Regions from separate parts of the Mus musculus genome. Here regions 2 and 3 are each linked to region 1. The links are chromatin contacts, called in public HiChIP or PLAC-seq and promoter capture Hi-C maps. All regions are on one chromosome and are shown on one strand. Each heading gives the region's core, a stretch centred on a gene start, on an enhancer-like site or on the middle of the called end of the contact. The rest is flanking DNA. Distances are from core to core; before and after follow the strand shown. Region 1 holds the start of Pwwp2a (PWWP domain containing 2A). Region 2 has its middle 8.4 kb from the start of 4930597A21Rik. Region 3 has its middle 70 kb from the start of Il12b.

The links. Promoter capture Hi-C pulls out the DNA fragments that hold promoters and counts their contacts. HiChIP or PLAC-seq counts read pairs in DNA pulled down with a chosen protein or histone mark.
Region 2: a contact with region 1 is called in an H3K27ac HiChIP or PLAC-seq map of double positive thymocytes, with 4 times the contacts expected there. The contact joins the enhancer-like site here to the promoter of Pwwp2a in region 1. A contact is called at or near these places in 4 of 39 promoter capture datasets (the 3T3-L1 cell line, frontonasal cranial neural crest, hematopoietic stem and progenitor cells and 1 more), 4 of 115 datasets of contacts at active chromatin or transcription factors (bone marrow-derived macrophages, double positive thymocytes and large pre-B cells) and 1 of 9 other capture datasets (liver).
Region 3: a contact with region 1 is called in a promoter capture Hi-C map of the 3T3-L1 cell line, with 7 times the contacts expected there. The contact joins the enhancer-like site here to the promoter of Pwwp2a in region 1. A contact is called at or near these places in 8 of 39 promoter capture datasets (the 3T3-L1 cell line, the HPC-7 cell line, cranial neural crest and 4 more), 4 of 115 datasets of contacts at active chromatin or transcription factors (astrocytes, bone marrow-derived macrophages, large pre-B cells and 1 more) and 1 of 9 other capture datasets (adipose tissue).

Annotation. Positions count from the first base shown.
Region 1 is chr11:43,680,467-43,683,846 of GRCm38.p6, forward strand. Pwwp2a (PWWP domain containing 2A) reads left to right here and starts at 1,532. Exons shown (of 2, transcript NM_027557.1): 1 at 1,532-2,150. The coding sequence starts at 1,627. It overlaps Gm34963 (a long non-coding RNA gene), which reads right to left and starts at 1,598. Exons shown (of 2, transcript XR_388594.3): 1 at 1,369-1,598.
Region 2 is chr11:44,576,267-44,579,646 of GRCm38.p6, forward strand. No RefSeq gene overlaps it. Among named protein-coding and RNA genes, the nearest start is that of 4930597A21Rik, 8.4 kb to the right of the region's middle. Within about 2 kb of position 1,840, at least 18 of the 459 cell types and tissues checked have an H3K27ac peak or open chromatin away from gene starts, as enhancers often do. A contact at or near this core is called in double positive thymocytes, where this site is marked.
Region 3 is chr11:44,328,017-44,331,396 of GRCm38.p6, forward strand. No RefSeq gene overlaps it. Among named protein-coding and RNA genes, the nearest start is that of Il12b, 70 kb to the right of the region's middle. Within about 2 kb of position 1,660, at least 10 of the 459 cell types and tissues checked have an H3K27ac peak or open chromatin away from gene starts, as enhancers often do.

The DNA.
Region 1 (3,380 bases), core at 282-2,781:
TAAACAACATTAGAAACCTTTTTGTCTCAGTTTTCAAATAAAATGGGTATAATAGCACTTGTCGAATTGCAAGGACCATGTAAGATTGTACTAGATATTGATATATAGTATTCAATTAATCTTTGACATTTCATTCTTCCCTCCACGTTGGTAAATATCTTCTTTCTCTTTTGTAGGTGTTTTCAGTGCCTCTGATTGCTCCTATTAGAAAGGACTGACTGAGGAACAATCTGCAAGAAATGAGTACAGTGGCTCCTTCTAGACTTAACAGATTTCAAATAGAATTGGTCTTTAAACGCAACACTTGGGAGGCAGAGAGAAGGAGGCCGATCTCTGTGAGTTCCAGGCAAGCCAGAAGTACATAGGGAGACGCTGTTTCAAAACAAAAACCCAAACCACAAAAACAAGGACCTTAGGACACTGGAGGGCTCCCCTAGCCCTCATCTTTTCTTTCTTGGGATGGGATCTCAGTTTGCAGTTGAGTCTATCCTGAAACTGTATTAAGTCTGGACTAGAATTTTGCCATTTCTGCCTGTGCCTCCCAAGAGCTGCCCCACCGGCAACTATGCCTAGATTTCTTTCTTTCTTTCTTTCTTTCTTTCTTTCTTTCTTTCTTTCTTTCTTTCTTTCTTCCTTCCTTCCTTCCTTCCTTCCTTTCTTTCTTTCTTTCTTTCTTTCTTTCTTTCTGCACACGGCAAGGAAGAGGGTAAGGAAAGAAAAGGCTTCAATAGTGAACTCTTTCCGTGGATCTAAGGACTACAGTCAATTTAGCATGCCAGTTGTCTGTCTTCTCGTTAGAATTTTCCTTTTTTGAAATTAGCAGGTTCCTAGAGTTTAGTCCTTTATATTTTAAAGAGTGAAACCAAGGAAAACACCGCTTGTGTGTATGCGGGAGCTCCTGTCATGTGGTCATGGAGAATGTCTTGTACATCGCCCTGTTTCCAGCACCTCGTAATCTGACTAGTGAATAGGCACCCAAAAAGTGTCTCAGGATTATTTTCGGAACTTTAGTTATCTTTCCCAACAGAAGCCTGTTGTGCCCACACTTGGCCACAAGCAAATCCAAGCCTAGAAATAACATTTATTCTAAGGATCTCTGCGCAAAGATTCTTGGGAAGTGGTTCCCTTTCTGCATTCTCCCGCTATTCCCCCCTTGGGGAGTCTTTGAAAGAACTGGCACGACTCGCGTTTTCTTCCCTTCTCCCACCTCCGAAGAACGGGCCGAGTAAGGGCAGGGGCATAAACCAATCCTAAAGCGGTATTTCCCCTACTAACCAATAGATACAGGCTGTAAGCACAGGGCGCCGCTTTTGCCATCCTTCAGCCCGCCCCTCAAACTCCTTTTAGATTCTCCACTTGACAACTCACCTGACCAATGGGAAGTTCCTACTCTGAGGGAGGGGGCGGGACTCAGCCCGCGACAGACGGCTCCTTCTGACCAATGGGTTGACAGAAGTGCGGAAGGGGGTGGAAGGCGGAGCCAATGGCGCGGTGCCAATCACGAGCATCAGGGAAAGGGCGGGACGAGAGTGTTAGCGGGAGGGAGGGGAAGGCCTCGGGATCCCAGCCGCGCTGCCGCCGCCGCCGCCGCAGCCCGAGTAGGAGGAGGGAGAAACCAGCGAGAAAATGGCGGCCGTGGCTGCTGAGGCGGCGGCGACCGCGGCGTCCCCCGGGGAAGGGGGCGCCGGCGAGGCCGAGCCGGAGCTAGAGCCCATTCCCGGCAGCGAAGCCGGCACCCCCCTCCCGGTCACGGCCACGGAGGCGGCGGTGCCGGACGGCGAGGCCGACGGGCGCCAGTCCGCCCCTCAGGCCGACGAGCAGCCGCTGCCGCCACCGCCGCCGCCGCCGCCGCCGGGGGAGCTGGCCGATAGCTCCGAGGCTGAGGAGGCGAAGCCGCCCGAGCCCGCGGCTGTCCCGGTCTCGCCGCCCGAGCAGCCTCCGGCCGCCCCCGAGCAGCCCGAGGACGCGCCGCGGCCGCCACCAGCTCCGGCGCTCGTGCCGCCGGCGGGCGGGGACTCGGCGGTGTCGCACCTCATCCCCGGCTCGGAGGTGCGGGTCACGCTGGACCACATCATCGAGGACGCGCTCGTCGTGTCGTTCCGCCTCGGGGAGAAGCTCTTCTCCGGGGTCCTCATGGACCTATCCAAAAGGTACCGTCGGCCCCCCAACTGCAAGCTGTCCGCTCCGCCGCGAGGGAGAGCGCGAACCCGAGCTGCTCCCGCCCCGCCCTCGGGTCCTGCGCGCCGCGCCGCTCTCCGCGTGGGGCGCGCTCCGCGTGGGGCCGACGCGCGCGGCCCCGGCCCCAGGTGTGCAGCTGGGGACGCGCGCGGGTGCAGATGGCTGGCACACCCCGCCTCCGCATCCCCAGCCCCCTGCGACCCTCTGGCTTGCGCACTGGGGCAGATGGGTTAATGCAAAATGCAGATGGATCCCCTAGAGAAACGGGTGCTGTGGGGGGGGGGGGGGGGGAAGAGGTGCTGCGGAGGCATCTCCCTGTCCTCAAATCAACCTTTAACTTTAGCGGGGCTGAAGAAAGGGGTGTGTGCTTTGGGCTTCCCAAAAGGTTACCTGTCAGTTGTTAAAAGAGGAAGAGCCTAGAGTTAATGAACCCTTTTTTAACTGTTATTAAGAACTGCTGGAAATAGTTTCTCGGAGGATCACTCTTTAATAAGGAGGTACCTTTTGCTAATTTTACTTATAGCTTAAAGAAATATTGGAGACGGGATAGGTCCCCTGTCTTTTGAACATTTACTACCCAAGTGGTGGGTTTACAAAGGAATGTTCGCATGACTTTTTCTTTGGCAGTGATAGAGATTGAGTCTCAAAAGATTTCCGAGACGATGTTTACAGTTAAATTTGTTTTGACTAGAAGGTTGAGTTCACCTACAAACCTCTGTCTTATCCAGTATATTTTCACCTTTTGATTTAAAATGTTCTGGGCACTGCTTTAAACAGGTAAAGAAGGTAATCTGCTTTCAGTCTAGAGTTAACCTTTTTATTCTCTTCTTTTGCAGATAGGAAGTGCAGAGACTCCCATTCATGGCTCTCCATTCTGTTTCCTGCAACAGCACACACACTCTGGTGTCTCACCTGTTTGGAAATGGCTCTGTGTGTTTGATGTGTTTATGTATTTCTCTTCTCTTCTTTTTTCTCTGTACTGGAGATTGAGCCTAGAGCCTCTGCATGCTAGGCAAGCATCCTGCCATCTAGCTACACACCCCCAGCTTCCTCCAGAGTTTCTTTGACTTTTGAGACATGGTGTGGGTTAGTTAAGTTGTCCATGCTTGCCTTGAGCTTGCAATCCTCTTGCCTCAGCCTCTCCCAAGTACTGATATGATAAGCATTCCCATCATATCCATATCCCGGCTTATGCTTTACTC
Region 2 (3,380 bases), core at 590-3,089, 900 kb after region 1:
TTGTGTGTGTGTGCAGACATGGAAGCCACTGCATGAGTGGTGGAGTGTGGAGGTCACAGGACAACCTGCAGGAGTTTCTTTCTGAACTATTGTAATGAAAGACAGATGAACATATACACACTTCACAGTGAGTTCTCACCTCCACTTCATGAGACTCGGAGATTAAATTCAGTCATGGAGGCAAGAGCCTTTATTCATGGACCCATCTTGGGTCTTAAGCTTGCCGATGAGGCTAGGCTGGCTAGCCAGCCGGCCCCAGAGATCTGACTGTTTCTACCTCTAGCCTGGGATTACAAGTGCACACCACAGCACCTGCCATTTTTGACCTCGGCATTCAACTCAGGACCACATGCTTGTATGGCAAGCTCTGTAGCTATAGAACTACAGTAGCTACAATCTCTTCCCAGACCCAAGAGATTCTGATTTCTCAAAATGAATTATGGGTAAGATTTTAAGACTCTAGACCCCACATGGAGAAGTTTGATGTTCATTTACAAAGGTGTAATGGTACCAAAATGTCAGTTCAGAAAATGAAACAGAACCAGTGACCGATTGTGTCAATCAAAAAATAGTCTTCCCTGGGTATCTGAGAGATTGCTTCCAAGACACACTTGAACACTAAGCCTTCACAAGCTCCAGTTTCTCGTGTGGAGTGGTGTGGAGCCTGTCTGGGCACAGCCTCCAGGAAATGACACATTCAACACTAGATTACTTATATATACCGGATCCTGTACACATCCATTGGGAAGAGTTATACCTTCTGTTTAGGAAGGAATGGGAAGAAGAGAAAACTCTGTCCGTCAGAAGGCCTCAAGAGCTTGTCACCTTGCTTCTAACACTAACCAACCAGTGGTCTAGTGCCACAGAATAACTTCAGTGACAACATGGCGTCATGGCTAATCTTTGTTGCCAACAAACTTGTAGGTATGTCTGTGAGGGTGTTTCAGTGAGGTTCAGTGAAAGAATACCAACCCTGAAGGTCAGTGGCAGCATTCGGAAGGCTGACTAGAGAGAGGAAAGTGAGCCGAGCACCAGCAATCATCTCTTTGTCCTTTCTGACTGCAGGAACAGTGGCAGCTCATACCCGTGTCACCATGCTTGCCTGCCAGGATAGACACCATTCTTTGACACTATGTCAAACCAGTCCTTTCTTCCTTAAGTTGATTCTTGGCAAGAAAAATAACTACTACAACAAAGTGAAATTTTCAAGTGTTTGGCCCTCTGGGGCCACATGAGATCTTCCTTGAAAAAGAAAGGTTTTATTAAGCCAATAGGTGCTATATGTGAGCTTCGGTGAAAAGATCAAGCAGAATTTCTGGGATATCATAATATTCAGAATTATTGATCTGAGACAAGAGTGGATAAGGTGAATCCTATGACAAGGGGGAAAGAAACAGGAAGTAAAGAAATATTTACATGTAAAATCAACTTTAATACACAGCAACCAAAACCTAGCAAGATAGGAAGTTGGGAGCTATCGGAGAGGTTCCTGTATATCTCTGGGAGCCACAGCCCAGTGGGGACCAGGAGATCACACTGTGGGAATAAATGAGTGGGAAGGGTTTGGACCAGTAGTCCAGTCTGTGTCTAGGAACTTCTCAGTTCTTCCTTCTCAGGATGAATCCATCAACCTAAGACCTACATGTGACGTCACATGCAAGTGTAAGTTCCTCTTGCCTCCCCAGTTGTTAAATAATGTTTCTTTTAAAGCTTCTACTCTTCCTAAATTACCCTGAAACCGCTCTCCAACAACAGCGACAACCAAGAGAACACAGCTGAGATGTCAGGGGTATTTGCATTTTTGGTTTGTTATGATGGTCTGGATTGTGCTATCCAAACGTCACTGAGGCTGCCGTTGGCGCTGCTGCAGGTGGGGGCTGACATCTGAAAGCACACATGTGCTAAGAAGTGTGTTGACGGAGGAAGGGGGTCGACAGCTGGCCAAACTTCTACCGAATTATTTAAAATGTTTGATGTGTGTTTTACAAGCCTGCAGCTCACCTTCTAAGGCACTGCTTGGAATGTTTTTGTAATCTTGTTTATGGGTGAGAAGAAAACAAGTAAATGAAGCAGGGAGAAATGAGACCTAATATTTAATTAATGCACAGTGGCACTGTAGGTGGAAGAGAGAATGTTGAACAACAACAAAAGCTTTTACACACACACACACACACACACACGCACACCATGGGAAGCAGTCTTGACTGGTTAAAATAAGAACCTATTTTAATTTTTATTTAATTTAAATTTTATGTGCATTGGTGATTTGACTGCATGCATGTCTGTGTGAGGGGTGTTGGGCCCACTGGGACAGGAGTTACAGACATCAGTGAGCTGCCATGTGAGTGCTGGGAATTGAACCCAGGTCCTCTAGAAGAGCAGTGCCATTGCTGAGCCATCTCTCCAACCCAGAGAACTTGACTATTTTTAATGTAATGTCACAGATATGTCTTTATTCAAATAAACTGAATATCCATCCTATCTTGTCACAGGTGTGCATATGAAGTCTACTTTAAGGACAGAGGTAGTTTGGGCTCAGTAAACTCAAGTGTCTCCCTCTTGCCTTCTGTGAGACACGTGCTCTTACATAGCTCAGTTGCATTAGCCCTGTGAACATGGTGGAATCGCCTGGGGTCCCACCCCACGTCAGTTACTATAGTTTCACCAGGTGGCCATGAGACCTAGAAATGGGAATTTTTGAAAGATTCTTAGGTGACTACCCAGAGCACGTAAATCTGGGAATTGCAGTTCCAGGATCAACACTCCTGATGTCTCATAGTAGGTCCCCACGTTGTCCAGTGTCCCTGGGTCATCACACAGTTTCTCTCCACACTGAACCTTTCTGTTCTCTGTAGTCCATCTCCACCCGAATCAGTACCAGTCAAAACCACGGACTCTCACCCCTGCTTACTCTCAGGACGACAAGCTGGCACCTGTGTGCTTACAGACTAGCAGATATATCTAATCTGGAAAGGTTTCTTAAAAAAATTCAAAAGTGGAGAGACTTCACATTAAAAAGAATCTGCTTCTTTGAAAAAAAAAATTAATAGTTTGTCACCAGAAGGTTGATGGCTTTACCTCATTTGATGGACACTTGCTCCCAACATCCAGTTGAGGCCTTAAGTCCTATGTCACCTGATACCCTTCCTTGCAGGTCACACACCCAGAAACGATTTCATCCCACAGTTGTTTTCTGCATCCTTGCCTATAGACACATCCCTTTTCTTTAGCATACTTGTATTGTCATACAAAGAACTGATTATTATACAGATACATATTCTAAGTATTCAGCAGCCTCTGGTGACTAATATCAGTTGTTGTTTTGATGAAACTCAGAGTCACCTGGGAGATGGGCCTCTGGGAAGCCTGTGGGAGATTTC
Region 3 (3,380 bases), core at 410-2,909, 650 kb after region 1:
CCCAACCCATTTAGTACTGCTTAAAGTCACCAAGTATCTTACAGGAATACAAAAAGTCAGTCTTGTTTAGTGGAATCTCAGTTTCCAAAGCAAAAGCATTCTCTGATTAAAAAAACTGCATTCAATCAACCACGATGTGGTCTTTGAAGCAAGGGATAGCTATGAGACATAAGTGAACTACTAATACAGATTTAGTTCAAGCACAGGACCACATATGACATATATCCCATGGTGAGGAATAGCCACACTGGGAAACTGAGTCCTAGAAGTCCTGGTATTCCTACGAGAGTCAAGACAATGCCTGTGCATCTCCACAAGAGATGGTGCGTGAGCCTTGCTTTCTGCAGGCAGACTCAGTGCTAGAACATATAATCAATATGATCATGCCTCTTGAATGTATGTGCCCACCTTCACTTCAGAAGGATGGACAGAGGTTCCTCGTGTGGAGCTTTGAAGAACCTCACTCTCGACACTCTGGCTCTGACCTTCCCCTGTGAGGTACTGATCTGGATAATATTTCTCCTGTATGAAGCAAACCTGATTCTGTGAATGAAGACCCATCTACTTCTAAGAAAAGCCACCTGATGTTAGTACCACCCAGACCTAGAAAGATGGCCCGTGTGCAGACAGATCCCTTCTGCCAGCCCTTCTGCCTGTTGCCTGGTTGCTTTCCTCATTATCTAGGAATTGTGTTAGACCTGTTTGTTCATTGGCCAGTTCCTTTCCACAATAGAATGAAGGGCCCAATGAAGGCAAAGGTTCTATTCATTTCATCTTATGCTGTCTCTGGTGTTCTCCACCAGAATAGATGCTCAATGTGCAAATGCTGACTAAGTAGATCATTGATTGATTGATTGATTGATTGATTGATTGATGTGCAGGTTCTCTTCTCTCCTCCACAGAGAAAAACAGGCCAGTCAATATTCTTATTATTAACTTGGTGATTACATTTTAAACCCATAAACAGGGGATGTTCTCGGATGCCTCTTATTCCTTACCTTCATCTACAAATGACTTCTATTCTACACTAGACCCAACCTCAGCACCTGGTCTGAGGTTAATGGATATCACTCCAGACTCTACAAGTATCTCTTCAAGGCCATGACAACTTTACTTCAGTAGAGCTAGCCATGACTCCATTTGGTTCAAAAACTATAGAAGGATGCTCTTGGGGATCAAGAGCCAAATACCTAGAGCTTAGCTGTGGTGGAGCTTGGAACATTCACTATCCATCAGCAACTGCTGTGGTGGGGCAGGTAGGGAGAAGTAGAATCCTAGAGACTCATATGGCAGAAGAGTGCCAAGCAGCAGGCAGACTGGGGTAGGTTCTCCTGGCTGGCTCTATCAGGCACCAGCCCATGAAAGCCTTTCAGGCTTCTGAAACCTTGTCTATGACCAGGTGCCTTAAGGGGCTGGGGAGAAAGGCAGGATGACAATTACAGAATCGGGGAAGAAAGAAGAACCAATCACGAAGCAGAGCAGGCTGGGACGGGATCCTCTCTGGTCCCTTACTTGCTGGATTCTAAACTCATCTCACACTTTGTTATAGTTTGGTGAGAGAGATTATGAAATATTTTTTTAAAAAAAGGGGTGAGTAATGTGATCCCTAGGAGGAGGAGAAATAAATCTGGGTGTGGTGCACAGACACAGTCTTTTGTCAACATCTTAAACCTTGGGAATTATTCCAGCTGTCTGTGGATTAGATTGTGGGTAGATCGAGCCCACACTCACAAGACTGAAACAAGATGACTGCAGCACATCTAAGGCCAGCCTTGGCTAGCGTGGGCTAGAGTGTAGCACTGCTTCAAAAGAGAAGAGAAGAAGGGAGAAGGGAGAAAGAAAAAAGAAAGGAGAGGAAAGGAAAGGGAACTCGTTCTGCTACCACAGTCCCACATCCCCGACATCGGAGCCCTGGCTGTGGCTGGGTGGCTGGCTGGCCTAGATCCTCCCAGGGGTTAGCAGTATTTTTCTTTATTGGTGATGGACATGAGACTCTGAGATGACTGCCACCCTGCAGAAGCTCTGGGGTTCTGTAGATGGCATTTCCTATCCTAACCCTGCCTCTAAGCCACTGCCCTTAGCCAAGGCTGCTGCCTTGCCATGTTTCAGTTTCCCCTTCCTCCAAGTGCAGTTCATGACAGGTAACTCCTCTGTCTTTTGATGTCCCTGAAACAGAGGCCACATCTCTCCCCTTGCCTTTGCTGCAGGCGTTTTCTTCCAGGCCTTCCCCTTCCTCATCTCTCCCTCCTGAACCCTTAGCAGACCCCAGAGATCTCCCCACATGACACCACGGTTCCAGATGTTCCCCAGTCTCTGTCACACATGGCTTCCTCCTCCTCGTAGTCTTCTGAAGGGATACAAAGCTATCCCACAAATGCCACCTTAAGAGCAAGTTATCATTTTGTCGCATGTTTGATTACTGGCCCCTTCTCCACAGCAAACATCAGAGTCACAGCTGGCTTTGGCTTCAGGTTTGTCGCTCCAGAGCTGTGTGTCCTAGGCATAGTTGTTGACATTCTCTGCCCCTCACTGTCCCCACGTGAAAAAGTGACATCATAAAACATCTCATAGGGTTCGTGGTAAGAAAGTGCACACAAGCCCTCCAGCACCGTGCCCAGCTCACTCTGTGTGTGCAGTAGTTATGCTAATTGGCACCGCCATTAGCTCTAATAGTTTTGTGTCTCCAGAGGCTGATACTTGAAGCTCATTCCTCTCCAGTTCAATGAGCTTCTAAAATACAATTCTTGGGGTTGGCGATGGCCCTAAGGAGATGCAACCCTCACAGGCTTTGCACAGCTCCTCTCCAGCATCTCTGGACAGAAGAGAGACAAAGGGAAGGATGAAGGATTCGATGGTGTTTCAAGGAGGGTCCATCCAGTCTTGACCATGAGCTGGGCTAACGCATGGAAAATGGCCAATATACACTGAAGGTTTTTCGAATGGTACCTAAGACCCTCAGGCATATCCTCCCTAGGATGCTCCTGACAAATGTGCAATGTCATCCCTCGCTTCTATTTCCTAGTCAGCACCTAATCAGGTGAATCACCCAGGGCTGCATAGCCAGAGCAAACAGTCCAGGTTCAAACCCCTGGCCAGCCTCACCCGAAGAGGTAGAGTGGGAGAAAGGGGGCACTTGCTCAGTCGCTAAAAGAACACACCCCCATGATGGGGCAGGAAAAGCAAGCCATGAAAATGTCCTGTTTTATTTATGGAAAATTAATTCAGCATGCAACTTCATTATATTGCCATTTCTCGAAACATTAACTCCCATCGATGCTGTGAATGTCTGGGAAGCTACAAAATGTCCTTTTTTTTTTTGAAAACCTCCTACTATCTGTAAACATCCAAATTTCAGACCAACCTAGATTTCCTTTTCTCTT